Linked DNA regions of Ovis aries: region 2 is linked to region 1. The links are chromatin contacts, called in public Hi-C maps. All regions are on one chromosome and are shown on one strand. The core of a region is the stretch at or near the end of the contact, and the rest is flanking DNA. Distances in the headings are between cores, read along the strand shown. Region 1 holds the start of FAM110D (family with sequence similarity 110 member D). Region 2 overlaps SLC30A2 (solute carrier family 30 member 2).

Region 1 (3,596 bases), core at 679-3,178:
GGGGTGGAGGGAGAGGCCAGAAGCATTTTAGCAGAACTGGGCAGGACAGTGCTCCATAAGCCGCTGGAGGCAGGCAGATAGTGAAGGAACTGAGAGCAGTTGGCTGGGGCTCCCTGGGACCTGCTGGGGAAAGAGGAGTGGTCAGGGGGAGAGTAGGAGATGACTCTCCTGAAGGCATTCCTGGGAATAAGGTCAGCCAGCCAGCCCTCCCCCATGCAGTTCAGCCAGGTGCCATGCCTAGGGGGCAGAGGCTCAGGTATCCCTTCCCTGATCCCTCAAAGACGATGGACAGGGGCTTTCTGATCATCCAGAGACCTAGGCCCTTTTGAGCGTGCCCCATTCTGGCCACAGGGCCATGCCAAGCAGGCATCAGCAAGCCAGACCCTTGGAAAAGGAAATGGGGCTGTTCCCCGGTCTGGTTCCCGAAAGTAGCCTCAACCGGAAAAAATACCTCTTCCCAACCTAGCAACTTTGAGTCCAAGACAAGGAGGCTTCCCAGCCACCCGCTGGTTCCAGCCAGACCCACCCATCCCGCCCCCAAGCACAGAGGTCAGGGACATAACCACAGGGTAGGAGCCTCCGGTAATTGCAGCCAACTGCCCTGCCCAGGCCCGGCAGGGCCATCAGGGAAAGAGAGGGAGATGGTCACCACGTCACTTCAGCCAGCTATCTGCCACTCAGTCTGTGCCCCTTCGAAGGGAATTCCAGAATGCCCAGCTTGTAAACATCACTTTGTTTGCCCCTTGCACTTCCATTCCACAGAAGAGAAAACTGGCGCAGAGAGGAGGGGCTAGTTCAGGTCTCACTGAGAGTTTGGGCCCAGGACTGGAACACAGGTCTCTTGCTTTGTAGTTTGAATCTCTCACTTGCCTATCAGAACTTTCCTCTAGGTTTTGCTTCTATTCTTGCCGCTTTAACACCAAGCGATTTCCGTGAGAGATGGGCCCCTTACCTCACTAAAAAGTTCCTTCCACTAATTCTTCCCAGGAACTTGTACTCCCAGAAACCTGCCCTCCAGGTCCCCCACCCTGAGACCCCCATGACCCTTCTTCTCCACCTTCCTTTTTTGCTGGGGAAGGGGGCCCGGAGGGATTGTAAATCAAGAGCTGACAGTTCCCTTGGCAGTAATAGAATGGGCCACCCACACAGCCCAGCACACTCCACCCGACTTCTGTTTCCCTGCTCCTCCCATCCTCCATTCAGCTGAGAGGGACACAGCAGTTTTAGGGGCTGAGGAGACCTCCTTGGGCTGGAGGCAACAAAGGAACACAACTTGCCAGGGATGGGGGGAGGGGAGTAGAAACTCTACCAATCCCACGCACCCCAGGGCAGCCTGCATGAGTATAAATGCACACACATACACCCACTTAGTGTCCAGTAAGTCAGCCCATAGGTAGCTGGTGACTGGGAACCCAGGCAGCAAGGAGAGCCTGGCAGTGCCCTCCTTCCTGCCTCCCAAAGACTCAACTTGGCAACAGGTCTGATTCCAAGGTCCCAGGAGGGATCTGTGCTTGTCTGACCTCATAGGTACCCTCCTGTCCCCTCCTCTTCCCAGCCCTGAGCAGGAGGCTATAAAAAGTTCCTAAACACAGGGACCAAAATAGTTTGCTGTCCACTGCCTCTTCCTGGCCTTCTGAGCTCCTTGGTGCCCGACCGCAGACGTTCCCTCCCTAGAAGCCTGGCAGACATCCTTGTGCCCTCTGTCCCTCTGCCCACCTTTCCCAGCACTGGGGTCGGCGGGCTGACAAACTTTGCCCAAGCTTCCGGCTATGGACACAGATGCCAGCTGGGGAACAGTGCTCCCTGGCTTGGTGCCAGTCTCCGTGCCCTTGGGTGCCTGGGTGCCCTCCCACCCCAGCTCCCGGCTCAGGATGCACTCACCTCTGCATGGAGAGGCTGAATGCCAGGGTCCCCAGGCAGGTCCAGACTGAAGGCAGAAGGGACAGCGGGGACTGGAAGTAACTTTGGTGGCAGCCAAACCTCACTCTCCACAGGAAAAGCCAAGAGAGCCTCCACCCCCCAGATTAACCCTTGCCTTCCTGACCTGGAGCCTGGCCTCTGTTAACTCCTTCCTGGTCACCATCTCAGAGCAGGGGAGGACCCTTGGATGACGTCCAGCTCCTTTATTTAGCCAATGGTCACACAGGCCCTGGCAGGTTAAGTGGTTTGCATAGAGGCACAGTAAGCTTGGGGCACAGCCAGCCCAAACAAGGTCTCTGGTTCCCCAGCTTCCTCCAGAGGCCTGGGGTGGGGACAAGTTATTCACGTGGGGTCAGCCCGCTCTGCTGGGCCTTGGTGGATGCTCTTCGTTCAGATGGGAAGGCAGGGCAGGGTTCTAGTACACCATGCTTTTTCCCTCTGGAGCAGGTTTAGATCTGTCCTGGCCTGCGTGTGTGAAAGGTGTCAAGCTTGCTCTCCCTAGGGGTGAGGCCAGGAATCTGCAGCCCAAAAGTGGGGACAGGGGTGCCACAGATACGCAGGGTGAGCCCCTCCCAACAAATCTTGGCAGGAAGGTCACAAGGGAGCCCACTGGAGAGGCCTCTGCCCAAGATCCTCTGATGGCAAATGGAATTGGCTGGGAAGAGGGTAATGAAGGGATGGGTCCAAGCCTGCGGAAAGGACCTCTTTCCCTCTTTGTCCCCATCGGGGACTTCTAGAGCTGGCCTAGTTTATTATTTGACACCTCACTTCTCAGGGGGGGAGTCCTGTCCCCACAATGCTGGTTCCAGGAGTGCACCTCCTCCTCTCTCCCCACTGGGAAAACTCTGCAGTACCCAGAGCCCCAAGACTAGTGCCCCTGCCAAGGGGTCCCTGCACAAATCTCTTTCCCTCCCTTCTAGCACTTTTTAAGCACGTTTGTGCCTTTGCTCTCTGATCTCCTTTGTCCTCCACAAAGACCCTAAACAGCAGACCCAGCAGGGGTGACCGCCCCACTTGATAGGCAAGGAAACAGGATCAGGGGGTGCCTAATTCCAACCCCAAATCCACTCTTTCCACTGCACCCTCAGCCTGGCAAGTAAGGTAATAAGTCTGAAAACTACAAGGCCCGTCTCCTGGTAACGGATTTTATTACCTAAAGGGAGTATTTTTTGTTGTTGTTCATCCATACTGTGTTGTTACAACGCTCTACAAAATGCTCTAATGTACATGATCAGAATTCATCCCCAGGACTGCGTTTCAGAAGTAGGTTTATTATTTTCTCCATTGGACTGCTGAAGAGAATGAGACTCAGGTGAAATGATTTATCAAGTTCACACAATGAGGAATACTAGTTAACGTGTATTAAGAGACTGATACATGCTAGGCACTGTTCTAAGTACTTCGCACAATGATTAACACATTTAATCCTTAAAACCACCCAATGAAATAGGGACTTTCATTCTCCTGGTTTTACGGATGAAGGTGGGGTGCCCAGTAGCCCTGAGATCTGGCCCTGAAGGGGTTAAGCATGAGGCCGGGCAGAGCCCAGCTGGGATGCTGTCAATGGCAGGAAACCTGGCCTGTGAAGGAGGGGGAGGATGGGGCTGTTGTGTCTGACTCTTATACAACCCCCATCCTTTTGGTCTTAAAGGACCATCCGGGTTGGGAAGAAGGGC
Region 2 (3,596 bases), core at 424-2,923, 120 kb after region 1:
GTTATGAACCAGGTCCTCCTCCTGACCGCTGCTCCATGTTCAGTGACGAGGGGCCTTGTCCAGAAATGGGCTCCTCCCTTGCCTCCCTCATCTGACTACTGCCAGCCCCAGGAGGGGAACCGGCAGGTATGGAGCTGGTGTGACCGCACTCCTCCAGCTCCCGGCGGGGCAGAGTTCGGGCCTAATCCTCAGCTAATGCCACCCAACTACCAGCCTCTGGAAAGGCAGTGAGGCACAGAGAGAGGTGACAGAGGGGAGACCAGCCTCGTTGTCTCCTCACCTGCCTGCCTAACTCCCCATTTTTGGTCTGTCTGGCCTCTGCCTTATGCATCTGCGAAGCAGCTCTGCGAACCGAGCCCCCTTCCTATGCCTCCGAAAATACGCTTTAAGGAGGCCATAGGCCCCAGAAATCAGGATCCAGGGGGCACCTGAGGCTGATCTGTGCCTGAATCATTTCACTTTGATTTCATTTCACGTTTCCTTTTCCTGGAGGGAGGGGGCTTCTGACTAGGTAAGGACCTGCTGGGTTCCTCTTTCCTTATCCCACCCTCACCCAAGAAGCCGTGCCAATGCAAAGGTGCCCTGGCATGAGAGGTGGAGGTGGGCGGAGCCCCAGAGCTCCCCGGCCACCCCTCTTGCTCTGATTGTGTCCTGGGGTCAAGGAGCCTGACATCAGATATGGTTGGGCCGGCTCTGTTGCCAGCATGTCCTGGCCTGCTCAGAACTTGGGGATGGACGACAAAGCAGGCACAACCCAAACAGGAGCCCCCGGCTTCCTGAATTAGAAGGTGGCTCATGCTTCCGCAATGAAGTGGAGGGACGTGTCCCCAGTCTGTGTCGCAGAGGAGGCGCGCTCCCAGGCTGCAGGCGGCCCTGATCTAACAGTCTGTCTCTGCCCTCAGGCGGGTCAGGGCCTGTCTCATCTGTGGGCTGAGAACGTGGACACCCACCTCACAGGGTTGTTGTGAGGCTTGGAGCCAAAGTGGGCTGAGCACATGGTGGTTGTGGAAGAGTGGCTCCTTTTCTCATCATTCTGGAAGGATGGCCAGAGGAGCCAGGTGCGCTCCCAGCCTCCTGGGGCAGCATTGGGTTTGTCTTGACCCTGTCCTGACCTATGGTGGGAGCAGGAGGGGCTGGTCACTCTCACCTTCCCCTCTGAGCCTCTCTGTTCCCATCAGTGAAATTACCTCTTTGTGCCTTTTCAGCACTCCCATCCAGGGTTGCCTGTGATCTCATTCTATCCGCAGGTTCTTCAGCCCCTTAAAATCAGGGGGAAGTTGTGTTGGCTTGGATATGTGTGTGTGAGACAGAGAGACTTCTGGTTGATGGAGCTCCATTCCACCCCAGTCTTCCTCCCCGCGGCCATCACAGGCCACAAGAGCCCAGATCGCTGTGCTATATGCCAAGTCTGCACACCCCTCTCGAGAGACAGCCATTGCTGTCCTCCCTTTTTGCAGATGAGAAAACTGAGGCTCAGAGAGGTTGAGTCACTGGCTCAAAGTCACACAGCCGGTATGAGGCAGGTCTGGGATTTCTGCCTCATTCCCCTAGGCCTCCCCCTACAGCAGGGGCTGGGGACTTGCTCTGGGCTACATGTTGGTACAGTATGAGCCTTTTGGCCTGGCAGCCCACAGGTTGAGGCCTTGCCAAGGCAGTTCAGCGTTCTGGGTGCAGCAGCTAGGAGTGCAGAGGGAAAAGGTGCCTCTTTCCCCATCTGGGCCTGGCACTTGGAGTCCTCCCCACCCTGGGAAGACTGCCTGGGCCGCAGCTGTGTACTTCCTCACCCACTGTCCTTGACTCAGGGCCAGACTGTCTCCCCTCCCCTTTAACTCCCAGTGCCCCCTCCACGTCAAGAATCTAGCAGCCCGTAGCTCCCCAGAGAGAGAGCCTTCTCGGCACCCCACACTGTAAGCTGCTCCAGGGATGACCTGAGTCATCCAGGGGCCAGAGGTCAAACTGGAGGATGGAGGTGGGAGGCCTTGGAATGGCCTTGGGGACAGCATGTTCTGGCCAGCAAGCTAGTCACTAGTCACGGGAGTTTCCAGAGCTGCGAGGCCATCAAAGCAGAAAAACACCCGATACCCTGGACCTGGTTTGGACCCACCATCCCTGTCCCTCTCTCTCAGAGTGGCCCCAGATCCCAGGCGAGACCTGAGTCCACCTCCCCCGTGCAGCTGCCTTGGAGGTATTTATAGCCTGAGCGTGAGGCAGCAAGGACACGCACTTTTATTTCGGAAGTGATAATGCCAGTTCCAGGTGGGTGAGCCCAGGAAGACCCAGAGTCCCCTCCCCTACTCTAATCTCACTACCAGGGCCCTGGGCACCGCCCTTGCCACCACTCAGCCCGCCTAGAAACGGCCCCCCTTCTTAGTCCAAAGTGTGTGGGCCAAACCAGTTTTCAGACGTCAAACTGGGCACCACCAACCAACCTCCAAGACCCCGCTAATCCCACCCAGCAGGCGTTTAGAAGTCCCTTCTCGGTCCTGGATCTGCCTGCAGTGCAGGAGACCTGGGTTCGATCCCTGAATTGGGAAGACACCCTGGAGAAGGGAAAGGCTACCCACTCCAGTATTCTGGCCTGGAGAATTCCATGGACTGTAAAGCCCATGGGATCACAAAGAGTCGGACAAGACTGAGCGACTTTCACTCTCGGTCCCGGAATAGGAAGCGCGGCTCGGTGCTGACCTCTAATGGACGAGGCTGATAGTGCCGGACGACGGCAGTGCCTGAGCCGAGGGGCCACCGGCGTGCCCACCTCCTCCCCTCCCAACTCTGCTCCGCCCGGTGGAGAAGGAAGCCCTGAAACTTGCTCCCCGGCGCGTCTTTGCTCCATCCCTGGGGCTCCAGGATTGTGCCCGGCAAGCCAGGAACCTGCGGCAAAGATGCCTCCCGGGGTGTAGGCGTGGAGTTCACTCTGCACACCTTGTCCACGTCCCCGCCCACTGTCGGCACAGGGCCCAGGCCCGTAGCTGATGTCTATCTGATCGTCAAATATTTGTGGCGTACCTGCCAGGCCAGAGAGAGGAGGCCACGGCCCTTCCCTCCTGGGGGCCTGACAGCGTACCTGTGCAAGCCAGCATGAATAAGGGGACTACGGGACACACCGGCTGTGAAAGCGCAGAGGATCGGGGCGGGGGTGGGGGTCAGGCAGGTTCGTGGAGGAGGCGAGGACCTGAAAGAGAAGCAGATGTTAGCTCGGCAGAGAAGCCGAGAAAGGCATTCCAGGTAAAGGGTCTGCGAAGGCAGAGGCCAGGCGGCAGATGTAGCGCGGAGCACGTGGGAACTGCCACTGGGCTGGAGGAGGGGGCGAGGCTGTTGCTGGCCAATCGGGATCGGCCGTGTTGGGCTCACCGGCAGCCTGGATTGGGTCTCCAGATATTCCAGAGGAGGGGACTGCGGCTCCATCCCCGCCCCCAACCCCGGGCAGGTTGCAGCGCCCCCTGGGAGCCGGGCCAGGGTCTCAGCTGGTTGGTTCCTCCTAGGGCTTCTCCAGGCTGCGATACTTCTTACGCAACACAGACACCGGGTCCTTGAAAAGCACTGGGTCTAGACGGAGGCGCGATGACACTAGGGGCATGTGGCCGAACCCTGCCGCC

What was found. A called contact is a pair of places that touch in the nucleus more often than the background predicts.
Region 2: a contact with region 1 is called in a Hi-C map of muscle, with 3 times the contacts expected there. The contact joins the enhancer-like site here to the promoter of FAM110D in region 1. A contact is called at or near these places in 2 of 16 Hi-C or Micro-C datasets (muscle and tail adipose tissue).

What each region holds. Positions count from the first base shown.
Region 1 is chr2:240,673,296-240,676,891 of ARS-UI_Ramb_v3.0, forward strand. FAM110D (family with sequence similarity 110 member D) reads right to left here and starts at 1,929. Exons shown (of 2, transcript XM_027965489.2): 1 at 1,882-1,929; 2 at 1-120. The coding sequence starts at 1,889.
Region 2 is chr2:240,790,363-240,793,958 of ARS-UI_Ramb_v3.0, forward strand. It overlaps SLC30A2 (solute carrier family 30 member 2), which reads left to right. Exons shown (of 8, transcript XM_042244527.2): 8 at 1-1,010. EXTL1 (exostosin like glycosyltransferase 1) reads right to left here. Exons shown (of 10, transcript XM_042244526.1): 10 at 2,204-3,596. The coding sequence ends at 3,479. Among named protein-coding and RNA genes, the nearest start is that of SLC30A2, 8.9 kb to the left of the region's middle. Within about 2 kb of position 1,674, at least 20 of the 54 cell types and tissues checked have an H3K27ac peak or open chromatin away from gene starts, as enhancers often do. A contact at or near this core is called in muscle and tail adipose tissue, where this site is marked.